Regions from separate parts of the Mus musculus genome. Here region 2 is linked to region 1. Evidence: chromatin contacts called from public promoter capture Hi-C data. All regions are on one chromosome and are shown on one strand. The core of a region is the stretch at or near the end of the contact, and the rest is flanking DNA. Distances in the headings are between cores, read along the strand shown. Region 1 holds the start of Eif4a2 (eukaryotic translation initiation factor 4A2). Region 2 holds the start of Ccdc50 (coiled-coil domain containing 50).

The links. Promoter capture Hi-C pulls out the DNA fragments that hold promoters and counts their contacts.
Region 2: a promoter capture Hi-C map of pre-B cells shows a contact between it and region 1. The contact joins the promoter of Ccdc50 here to the promoter of Eif4a2 in region 1. A contact is called at or near these places in 1 of 39 promoter capture datasets (pre-B cells) and 1 of 484 Hi-C or Micro-C datasets (muscle stem cells).

What each region holds. Positions count from the first base shown.
Region 1 is chr16:23,104,763-23,110,056 of GRCm38.p6, reverse strand. Eif4a2 (eukaryotic translation initiation factor 4A2) reads right to left here and starts at 2,589. Exons shown (of 11, transcript NM_013506.3): 1 at 2,237-2,589; 2 at 1,424-1,469; 3 at 1,206-1,338; 4 at 798-937; 5 at 1-72. The coding sequence starts at 2,265. Snord2 (small nucleolar RNA, C/D box 2) reads right to left here and starts at 1,104; the gene lies at 1,037-1,104.
Region 2 is chr16:27,386,600-27,391,893 of GRCm38.p6, reverse strand. It overlaps Ccdc50 (coiled-coil domain containing 50), which reads right to left and starts at 2,938. Exons shown (of 11, transcript NM_026202.4): 1 at 2,757-2,938. The coding sequence starts at 2,805.

The DNA.
Region 1 (5,294 bases), core at 1,340-3,839:
ATTTGTTCCTCCAATGCAAGCATGACAAGTTGCTCCCATATAATCTCCAAGAGCCAAAATTACCTTTTGGATCTAAAAGCCAAAAATGGTAGTTATTCTATAAAACCTAGGTCTAAGACTAAGCTTAAAGGCATAATTGCACTATTATATATGCCAACAGCTTTTATGCATGCATAGCACAAAATTTACTAATTTCAAGCTTAAAATTCACCTTAAACTTAATGCTCCCTCCTCTTTTTAAACTTGGGACCTTGTTACCTCAAACACCAACTAGGAACGTAAATAATCAATTTCTACATTCTCCACTGTGTAGTGAAATGCTTTTAAGGGCAAATATTGGTATTTTTTCCCACAAGGCACTGAGCCTTATAATCTTGACCCGAATAAAGCTTGCAGCTTCATCAGGAAGTATTACTTCAAAGCCAATATAGCAGTGCTTTGAAAACATAGCATGCAACAGATGCATCACAAACTACTGAGACAGTCAAATGTTTAACATGTCACTGCAGTTTTCATGTTGCACAACTGCATTCCAAATTTTAAATGGGTACAGATATAATCCACCCTGAGAAACCTATGGGTTTAACTGTTGAGGTGCAATCAATCCCTAAAGTCATACCTACAATACCCATTTCCTGCTTAGCTTTCAACAAAACTCCCTGCATGCATGGACAATTAAAATGGGGGCTCTCACAGGACTAGGACAATTTATACGTTTTAATTTTAAATTCTTCACAGTTGTGAAACCTGAAACCTATGCAACACGCAAGCAGTTTTTTGAACTACACTATCAATACCTGTTGAGCCAGTTCTCTGGTGGGGGCCAATACTAGTGCTTGGGTCTCCTTGAACTCAATCTCCAACTGTTGCAGGATGGAAATAGCAAATGTGGCTGTCTTGCCAGTACCTGACTGAGCTTGAGCAATCACATCATACCCTAAAAAAAGTAGGATACATATTTACCGATCCCACATCAAATCGTTACTTCTACTATACACCATGTATTCCAGTTGGAACATAAAGTTACGCCCACATAAGTGATCAGCAAGAGTATTCTCTTCATTTCAGGTCAGTCCCGAAAGATGATTTGCCATCATTTCACTTTAAGGAATACAATCAGGTGCTAGTACTTCCCCAAAGGTCACTTTCCCTTTTCCGGTCCATGTATGTGCAGAGCACTTATCCTAACGGCAATAGAGTTTTACCTTTAATACAAGGGATAATAGCTCTTTGCTGAATAGCTGAAGGCTTCTCAAAACCATATGCATAGATGCCTCGAAGAAGGGACTCCTTTAAATTCATATCATCAAAGTTATCAACAATTTCATTCCAGTTGCTCTGTAAGTTAATAATGAAACTATGAATAAGACATGAAAAAAAAATGTACCTTTCCAAACCTTTAACGTCCACACCCACTCCTTACCTCGATGACACCATCGGGGTCCATTCCCTCTGGGCCGCCATGTTCTCTGCTGACAACAACACTGCAGTTAGACATACTGCTTCCAAGCCACGCAGAGACCCTTAAAGGGCCCTTCCACCCCGTACCTCATTCCCCTCCGCGCCCCTGTGCTCTGCTGAAAACGCCTCAAAACCGGCCGCAATGCTGCGAAGCGCCATTCGCCCTCCCCAACAGCTTGGGACTTGGACCCCTAAGTATAGACGCCCCTTTACTCAGTGCCCTAGGACCAGGCCCTCCCGCTTGGGAAGCGAAGCTCTCGCGAGTGCTCCGCGCGCCGAGCTCCGCCCCTAACTCTGCGCAAGCCGGCGTGATTGACGCCGAAAGGCCCAGGCAGGTCCATGCCAACGGCTCCGTCGCTCCGTTTCACGGTCCAGGGTGATCGTCCCCTGGCCGTCCAATCTCCCATCTCGACAGAACCCTAAGAACGCCAGCTCGCGCCACTGGCCGCCAATAAACCTTCGGGTCCCGGTTACCCGCCCCTAAGCAGTCTGCGCCACGGCTCCGCTTGCCATATCCCGTACGGGGAGGGGCAGCAGCCAAGATGTCACAATGTGTCCTAAGAAAGGGCATCCTTAATACTCCGTTCTTGTATCCGTCCTGTCTCCCCAACATCTGGAGTCTTACCATCATGGAAGCTTCTCGAAGGGCACAAGGAGAAGTGTGTGCCCTAAGAAAAAGCCCGCATACCTGCAGTGTGGCCGCCAAGCAACCCACCTCAACGCGGGTCCTAGTGACCTTGACTACAGGCCACCGGCCGCCCCGGGAGCGCCGTACCTGTTGTAATCCGCGGAGCCACCAGACATGATCCGAAAACCCACTCAGCGCCCGACTGAAAAGACAGGCGGACGGCGCCGCCCGTTTTTTATAGGCTCGCGGCCGGAACCCGTTTCTCGCGGAGGAATTTCCTTATTCCCCTTTCGGAAGCCACAAAATTGTACTCCTGGAGTTTGTTACCGGAGGTGAAGCCCTACAGGAGTCGATGACAAAATCCACATTTCACTATTACTTGGTATTACAGCGTTCCCGGAGATCCACGAATCGGGAACGGGTCTGGGACTCTTTGCTTTCGGCGGAAGAATATTGCAGCAGCGCGACCGCGCGCCGCGCTCCTCGGCCGCCCTGCTCCTACGGGGTTTCCGCGGCCCTGCCGCAGAGGCCGGCGGAGCCCTGGGCGCTTAGGGCGGAAGCCGGTGGCGCTGTTCGCTGGCGGGCGGCGTCTCCAGGACGCAGCTCCGGGCTACCTGCGCGTCAGCGTGCCCTTGGTCCGAGCCACCGCGTTCCGTGCCGGAACAGAATAGGGTTACCCCGCCCGTTCTCACTGCTGTTTAATGTGACAGGAAAGGGCTACCTGGCATTTCGCCCAGCCATTTAATATCCATTCAGATCTGGAACGTGTGAAACCCCTGCCACGGAAAATGTCGGCCACCCAGCACATCCTAGGAAATCCAGTTTGCAGTTCTATTTTTGTAAGACGAGAAGCACAGTGTGTAGTATCATTAACAGATGTCCCTAGGGTGGTGATTCGATTTTCATCTCTTTCTGGTCGGTCGTCTTCAGCTCTGGCTTAAAAAATAATGCTAATAATTTCAACCTAACAGGTGCGAGAAATGACTGATAGAATCACTACCAACTTGTGCAAAGGACCTGTCATTCTTTGTAACACAGAAATGTAAATGGGTGCTTCTGGCAGACTCAGCCCTAGCACTTCAAGAGCTGATTGTCTCTTCTGGTAAAACAAAACAAAAACAAAAAACAAAAACGATTTTAATCATCTAATATTGCCTTACTGAAATTGAGACAATATAGTTCGTATTGCTCGTAATAAACTTGCATGGCTGCATAAGCCTAGACGTTTCCAGTCAGCCACAACTCGAGCCCCTTGCAAAAAAATATAAGATATTTAATCCTTGAATTTTAAAATATGAAAGTATCCTGAACACTCAAAAATTTTTCTCATTAATTCAGAAGACCAAAGACTGACTAACCAGAGAAGGAAAAGGCTCAGTTTGGTAATTTACGAAAAGTATTTGGCTCTAAAAAGATTAAATTAGATTAAATTGTATTTGTTTATTTATTGAGTGTGCACCTCAGCGCGTGGAAGTCAACGGACGACTCTTAGGAGTTGATTCGTCTCCTACTACTTGGATCCCACAAGTGGGTCCTGGGGATGGAACTTAGGTCAGCATGCCCTAAGGCCAGCATTGAATCATCTTGCCAGCCCTATGTGCTATCCTTACTCAAAAATAAAACCTGTACTTATTTGGAAGTTATTGTGTCAGAAACTGTTACAAAATGATGACAAAATAGAGACCGGGTGTGGTGACATGGACTTTTAACCCTAGCACTCAGGAAGTGGAGGCTCGTGGATCCCTGCAAGTCTTAGAGGGTTCAGGCCAGCAAGGGCTATATAATGAGACCTTGCCTCAAGGGACAAGTGAGTGAGTGACAAAATGGATTGGCCATCCTGTGTAGAGTCTCTTTCAAAGTTGCCATAAAAATAAAAATAAATAATACTTCCTGATCTAAGAAACTCAACAAAGTTCAGTTTTTCTGAGGAAGACTACATGTGCCTAACAGATGTTTTCGTTATGGTTAGTACTGTCATTACATGCCCTGAGGATTTTCCTAAGTCCCTTAAGAGGAAATATTTAAGGCTAACCTTTAGACTATAACTGTGGAAGACATTTTGTATTTAAAAAGTATAGTCTGAGTATGGTCACACATGTCTTTAATCCCAGCACTCATGGAGGCAGATGGATCTCTATGAGTTTCAAGGCCAGCCTGGTCTACATAGTGGACAGTCAGAGGTACATAGTGAAACCCAGTCTTGGAAAAAAATGACAATAATAATAATAATAAATTAGAAGATAATAAATCAAAGTCTCCATCCCCCATGAGGTGTTTCCAGTAAACACTGTGCTTATCCTGTTCTCACAGCATAAATAGCACCAAGTAACTCATGAGCTAAAAATAAAGCATAGATTCTTAAGGTTTTGTAAGTCTGTATAGATGGAGTTGACACCAATATAAGGATACTCAGCTATCATCTGAAAGTAGCCTTATCAAAGTTAACTATAAATACTCTTAGTGGCCAGGCAGTGGTGGTGCAAGCCTTTAACCCCAGCACTTGTGAGGCAGAGGTAGAGGTGCAAGCAGTGGGATCTCTGAATTTGAGGCCAACCTGGCCTACAGAGCAAATTCCAGAACAGCCAGGGCTACACAGAGAAACTGTATCTCAAAAGTAAATGAATGAATGTTTATATAAATATAAATGTTCCTTAATAATCTTGGAATGTGTGAGACCAGTTATACTACAAATGGTAATTAAAAAAAAAAAATCTTAACCAAGCCACAGGCCTGTGATTTTACCTACTCAAGAGGCAGAGCCAAGAGAATCACAAGTTCAAGGTGCACCTGGGCTAGAGCATGGGCAAGAGCCCCCTGAAATACATAAATACTGCTTAAAAACAAAACAAATACGGGGCATGGTGGTACACGCCTTTAATCCCAGCACTGGGGAGGCAGAGGCAGGTGAATTTCTGAGTTCAAGGCCAGCCTGTTCTACAGAGTGAGTTCCAGGACAGTCAGAGCTATACAGAGAAACCTTATCTCGAAAAACAAAAACAAAAACAAAAAGAGGCCAGCCTGGTCTACAGAGTGAGTTCCAGGACAGTTAGGGCTACACAGAGAAACCCGGTCTCGGAAAAAAAAAAAAAAAAAAAAAAACACCAAAAATTAAATAGAGCCTTGCACAGCACATGCCTTTAATTCCAGCACTTGGAAGACAGAGGCAGGTGAAACTCTGAGTTGGAAGCTAGCCTGCTCTAAAATA
Region 2 (5,294 bases), core at 1,689-4,188, 4.3 Mb before region 1:
TAAAAAATAAAGAGTCACAAGCAAGGCCTGTACTCTAAAAGTAAGTCTGCATGCCGCTACACACAAGCACACAAGGGGCTGTTATGGACTCGGCAAACGATGAGCCTTGCCAGCCATCCGAACAATAGGAACACAAAACAAAACAAGACTTGGAGAATTGTGAAATGAAAAGGGGGGGGGGGTGTGGAGACTGATAGAGAAAATAACTATTTCCTTTACAAAAAATATATGGAGGTTCCAAACATATTTTGATTAGGAAATAGGGGTGTACTGACATTTAAATGGCATTTAAATGACATTTAAACTCTTTTCACTTGTATAAACTCAGTTTTGTTGTCTCCAAATTTGTTATTTTCGAAAGTATACACTTCTTAATTGTGTATGTTTGAAGGGTCTTCTCAATGAAGCTCTGCCCTCCATACAAACCAAAGAGGCAAGCATTTCATGTTAACCTAGGGAAGAAGACTGTGAAGTAGTCCTGTTCCCTGCCATCTGTTTTTGATACACCAAATATCAAAGCAGCCTTCCCTCTCTTAAAGACAGGGCAGTGAGACAGGACACACAGCCCCATTCTTCTCAGTCTCTGTTATAATCTACCCCATGATGTCAACTGTAACCTGCAGAAATCTACCAAAGTTTAAATTCAGAAGAAAAGTGGAAAACACAAGAAGTAGTGTTTGCGTTTTTAATGAGGCTCAAATATCTGAGCCAAAACTTTAAACAAAGTGCTGCTAAGTTGCTTGGACTTAGCTGAGGGCTTCAGGACTACTCAGTGTCAGAACACGCTCTGCTTCTTCACTGGTATCTTCCGGTTCTCTTTAATTAGAGGAAAGATTGTTAGGTGGTAACTGGGCCATAATTTAAAATTATATGAGAGAGATGCAAGTTATTAGGCTTGAATACTTCCCAGATCAAATTCTCGCCACTCTGGGGACTCTCCTAGTAAACCCATCATGGCCTTTGATGGTCTCAGAGCCAGGCACTGGTAAGGACGATGATCCCAACAGCTTTTGACCTCCTTCAAAGTGAGCATGTGACAAATTCTAAATTTAACAAAGACACATGGAAGAGCCACACTAAATGTCCCTGTCATCTCATCGGAGTCCCTAGACAGGATTGCCAAGCACGGCACCACAATATCCAGAATGAAAACCAAAGTAAACATAGGAAAACTTGTAGAGCTGGGGGGTGAAAAAGACTCTTGCAGGCCTAGATGGAAAGTGGGGAACTCCTTGAGAAATAAGATATTAGCACAAGTTAGGCATGTCTCGGTTAAAAAAAAAAAAAAAATGAAAAGACCTCAGGGTTTCAAAGCGTACACAAAAAAGTTCTTTCCAGGTCACTAGCACAGGTGGAAGGCTGGGGAAGTCACAGCACCTCAACACTGAAGCTTTGCACCTCAGGTCAGGTTTTGTTTGAACTCCAGTATCAGCAACACCCACCATCAATGAAAGTACTACCAAGGGAGCACTTTGTCTTCAGACAAAACCAACACCTTTGCGCACAAAACCCATATCCAAAAGCAAGAGGGGAGCTCTACAGCTGGCCTCCAGGTGAAGAACCGATATGTCTTCCCAGTGGCTCCTTAGACTCCATTAACTAAAAACTGTAATAACCAAAGTCAAGTTAGGGACAGAAACGATGGAAAAATACCAAGACCAAAAGCTCAGCCTGAAGGCATTATTACTCTTTAGAAACAATGGAGTAGATCCAAACCTACTACAATTTAAACATAAAATCATTGACTCCTAGCCACGGTGCTTCTCTGAAACCCTAGGACAGATGCAGCCAAGTAGTCACTAATTGTCTTGGGATTTCCAAATTGGCCAGAGCGAGACCATCTGAGTCACTTGAAATTGGCAATGAAGCCTAAAGTCTCAAGAAAGGAAAAACTCCTTCACTTACACAACACACACATCCCAGTCCCAGACCGTGTTGGCCACAGATCTCTGGTGAAACAAAAGAGATCCACAACAAAGACCCCCCCCCCACCCCCCTCAGAACTTATGGCTTTAAGAGAGAGCACTCTTGAACGTTCTAGGTGTTGTCATAATGGAAGTCCAGTGCTTCCCAAGAAGGGAAAGACAGAGTGACAAGAAGATGAGCCAGTAACCAAAACAATAAAAATGCTAGGCCCCGGGGAGGGGAGGAGAGATGAAGTAAGCTAGGCCTGGCCAGTACTAGTCAATCTTATTTTCCTGGACTTCAATATAGCAGCCATGGGGGGCAACGGGGGTAACAGGATCACAAGCTCCCACCCACTCCAGCCTGGTCTTTATTAAAATGGAAGTGGGGAGATCATCTTTATAGGGGCTTGAGGTCCACCATTCAAAGCAATGCCAACCCTAAGATTTTCAACATTTTTGAAGCTAAGAGCCAGCCAGACACTAGACTAGGAAGAAGAAGTGGGAGAAGGGAGGAAGGGAGAGAGGAGGGAAAGAAAGGAGGAGGGAGGTAGAGGATAGAAAAGAAAAGAAGGAGGGAGAAGAGAGGAACAGAAGGAGAAGAGGAGGGAGAGGGTCATGTTTCAAAACAAAGGCTCCACTCCACTCGGAACGCCACCCCCTGGCCTGGGCCAGCCTGGAAGGGCTGGGATTTCTACATCAAGCGTCCACAGGGCAGAACAAGGCCGCGCGGCCAGGCGAGGGCCTCCCGCAGCCGCTGGCGGACCGAGCCAGCCCGCGGCGCTCCTAGCCCGCCCCGCGCCGCGTGCCCCGCGCAGCCCGGCTCCCCGGAGCCCGCGAGTCCCGACCTACCTTCCTTCACGCCCGGCAACTTGGACTGATCTACACTCACGTCGGCCATGGCGGCCGCTGGGCCTCGGGCGCGCGGAGATCACGGCGCACGCCCACCCCGCGGGCTGGCCCGGGTGGACGCCGGACTCTCCCGGGCCGGAAATGCACCGGAGTCCAGTACGGAGGGAGAGAGGTGCCAGAAAGGCGGCGGCGGCGGCGGCGGGGGGCGGGGGCTGCAAGGCTGCACCGCACGCAGAGGCGTGCGAGCCAGACCGCCTCCCCTCGCCTATGTGCCTGCCGCGCCCAGCCCAGGCCACAGCTCTGCGGCCTGAAGGCCGGGACCCCAAGGCTGCACCTGCCAGCTAGGCGCCGCCGGGACAGAGCCTATCTGCGCTCCACTCTGAGATTTAAGACTTGTGTAAAGTGCTTATTGAGTGCCAGGCACCACAAATCCTTATATCTGGGATTAGTGGGCATATACATACATACTTACAAACATACATACATACATACATACATACATACATACATACATACATGTGTGTGTGTGTGTGTGTGTGTGTGTGTGTGTGTGTGTGTGCTTTATATTTCTTTTTTTGTTTTGTTTTTTTGTTTTTAAAGAAACCAGAATACAAGACACTGAATTAAATTCTGGGCCCTTCTGGAAACGGAATATTCACAACCAGCAGGGAGAACTGAGTCACTCAATCAACAAAAAACTATAAATGTCTACCAGATCGGATGTTCAGTTTCGGGGGTGGAGGGATTGTGACAGAGACTTGTATGGGCTTCCCCTTCCAGCATGCCACTCACTGGTCTATAATTCTGACATTTGTGTTTCTCTGAAATGAGCGACTTTTCGCGTTTCATCCTATGGATCAGTACAGATTCATGCTCCTTTAGGAACTGTCTCTTCCCCTAAAGGAAACATTCCAGTCCTAAACTGGGTTTTCACTAATCTTATCTTTCAGTCCATTAGTCCACAAACCATGCATATTTATCAAAGAATGGGTGTGAGATCAAAACCGGTGGAGCAGAATACCTCCCTAGGCTTGCTACATAAAGGGTAGAGTAGCAAATTAGTATCTGTTTCCTGAGTGGGCGGCCACTCTCACTAGCAGACAATGAAACTAAACTGAAGATAAGCAAAGATAGGAGAAGGCGGAGAAGAGGGCAGTTTCTGATGGAAACACAGTAGCAAAGCACAGTTCCTCCTCAGAGTTAAGCTTGTTGGCAGGATCATTGAACTCTGGAATGTCAGCCCAACATCTTGTCAAAGTTCAACGTGTCACTTCAGCCACTGGCTTAAACTGGCTTCCCATCTCAGCTCAGACTCCTAGTGTGAGAGGTCAGGAGGAAGTGGTATGATTTTTAACTTGACACTAAAATTGGTTAGCAAAAACTAAGATGTAAATGAGAGCAAAAATTAGATCAGAAGTTGGCAAGCTGCTACCCACAGGCCAAACCCAGCCCGCTGAAACCCCGTGACTGTATTTGTTTAAATATTACATTTTAAATTATTTTTAATATGAGTCATTTAAATTTTGCCTTTTAAGCCCAAAATCTAAAGTACTATCAAACCCTTACAAGAAAATTTTGCACAGCCCTGTCAGAGATAGAGAGCACTCCATAAACAAAGTGTGAAGAAGGAAGGTATAGCAAAGTGGCTTTAGGGGTATTTATAAATGTCCTGCCATATATGGACCTGTTTTTTAAATTGTCCTATAGTTATAGAGAGCATTTATAATGACAGTATCTCTGCTTCTCTTTCCTTCTCTCTTTCTACTTCTCCACCACGTTGTTCCACTGGAGACTGACATGGAGCTCCTTGTTTCTGCTTCTGATGAGTGTGACGAGGAGAAGTAATAAAAGTCCGAAGAAAGAGACATGATAGAGTCTGCATTCCATTCTTCTGCTGGTATGCTAAACCCAACCATGATGGGCCAGAGGAGAGTTTGGAAGTCTATTCTTTCTTCCCACTGGTCTCCAGGGGAGGAAAGGCATTCACCTTTGCTATTTGATTCATCTCACAGCCCACAGACATTATTTAAAATTCATCAGTCAGAACTAGAAAGTTGCTTTCATTTTTAAAAAGTACCCGTTGCTCTTGCAGAGGGTCTGAGTATCTGAACCCACATGGTGGCTCACAATTAACTATAACTCCAGGTCAGGGACATCTGATACCCTCTTCTAGTTTCAACAGACATTAAGCATACATGTGGTACACATATACACATGAAGGTAAGACACTCAAAGGCATACAATAAAAATAAATCTTTTTAAAAAAATCACCAGCTAAGAGTCCATTTTATTCCTTGCTTTTAACAATCGCTAGTGTTTTTAACACTGTTTTGGAGTCTTTGTCGTCTTGTTGAAACCTTTTGACTTTAAAAGCAAAGGAGTAACTGGCTACAGTTACAAGTAAATCTAGGACCTGGTAGTTTTGAAGTACCACTTCTATAAGTCAATTTAATTGGCCCCATATTATTCAAAGTTCTTTGGTTTTGGTTTAGTATGGTTTTGTTCTTTCCAGACAGGGTTTTTCTCTGTAGCCCTGGC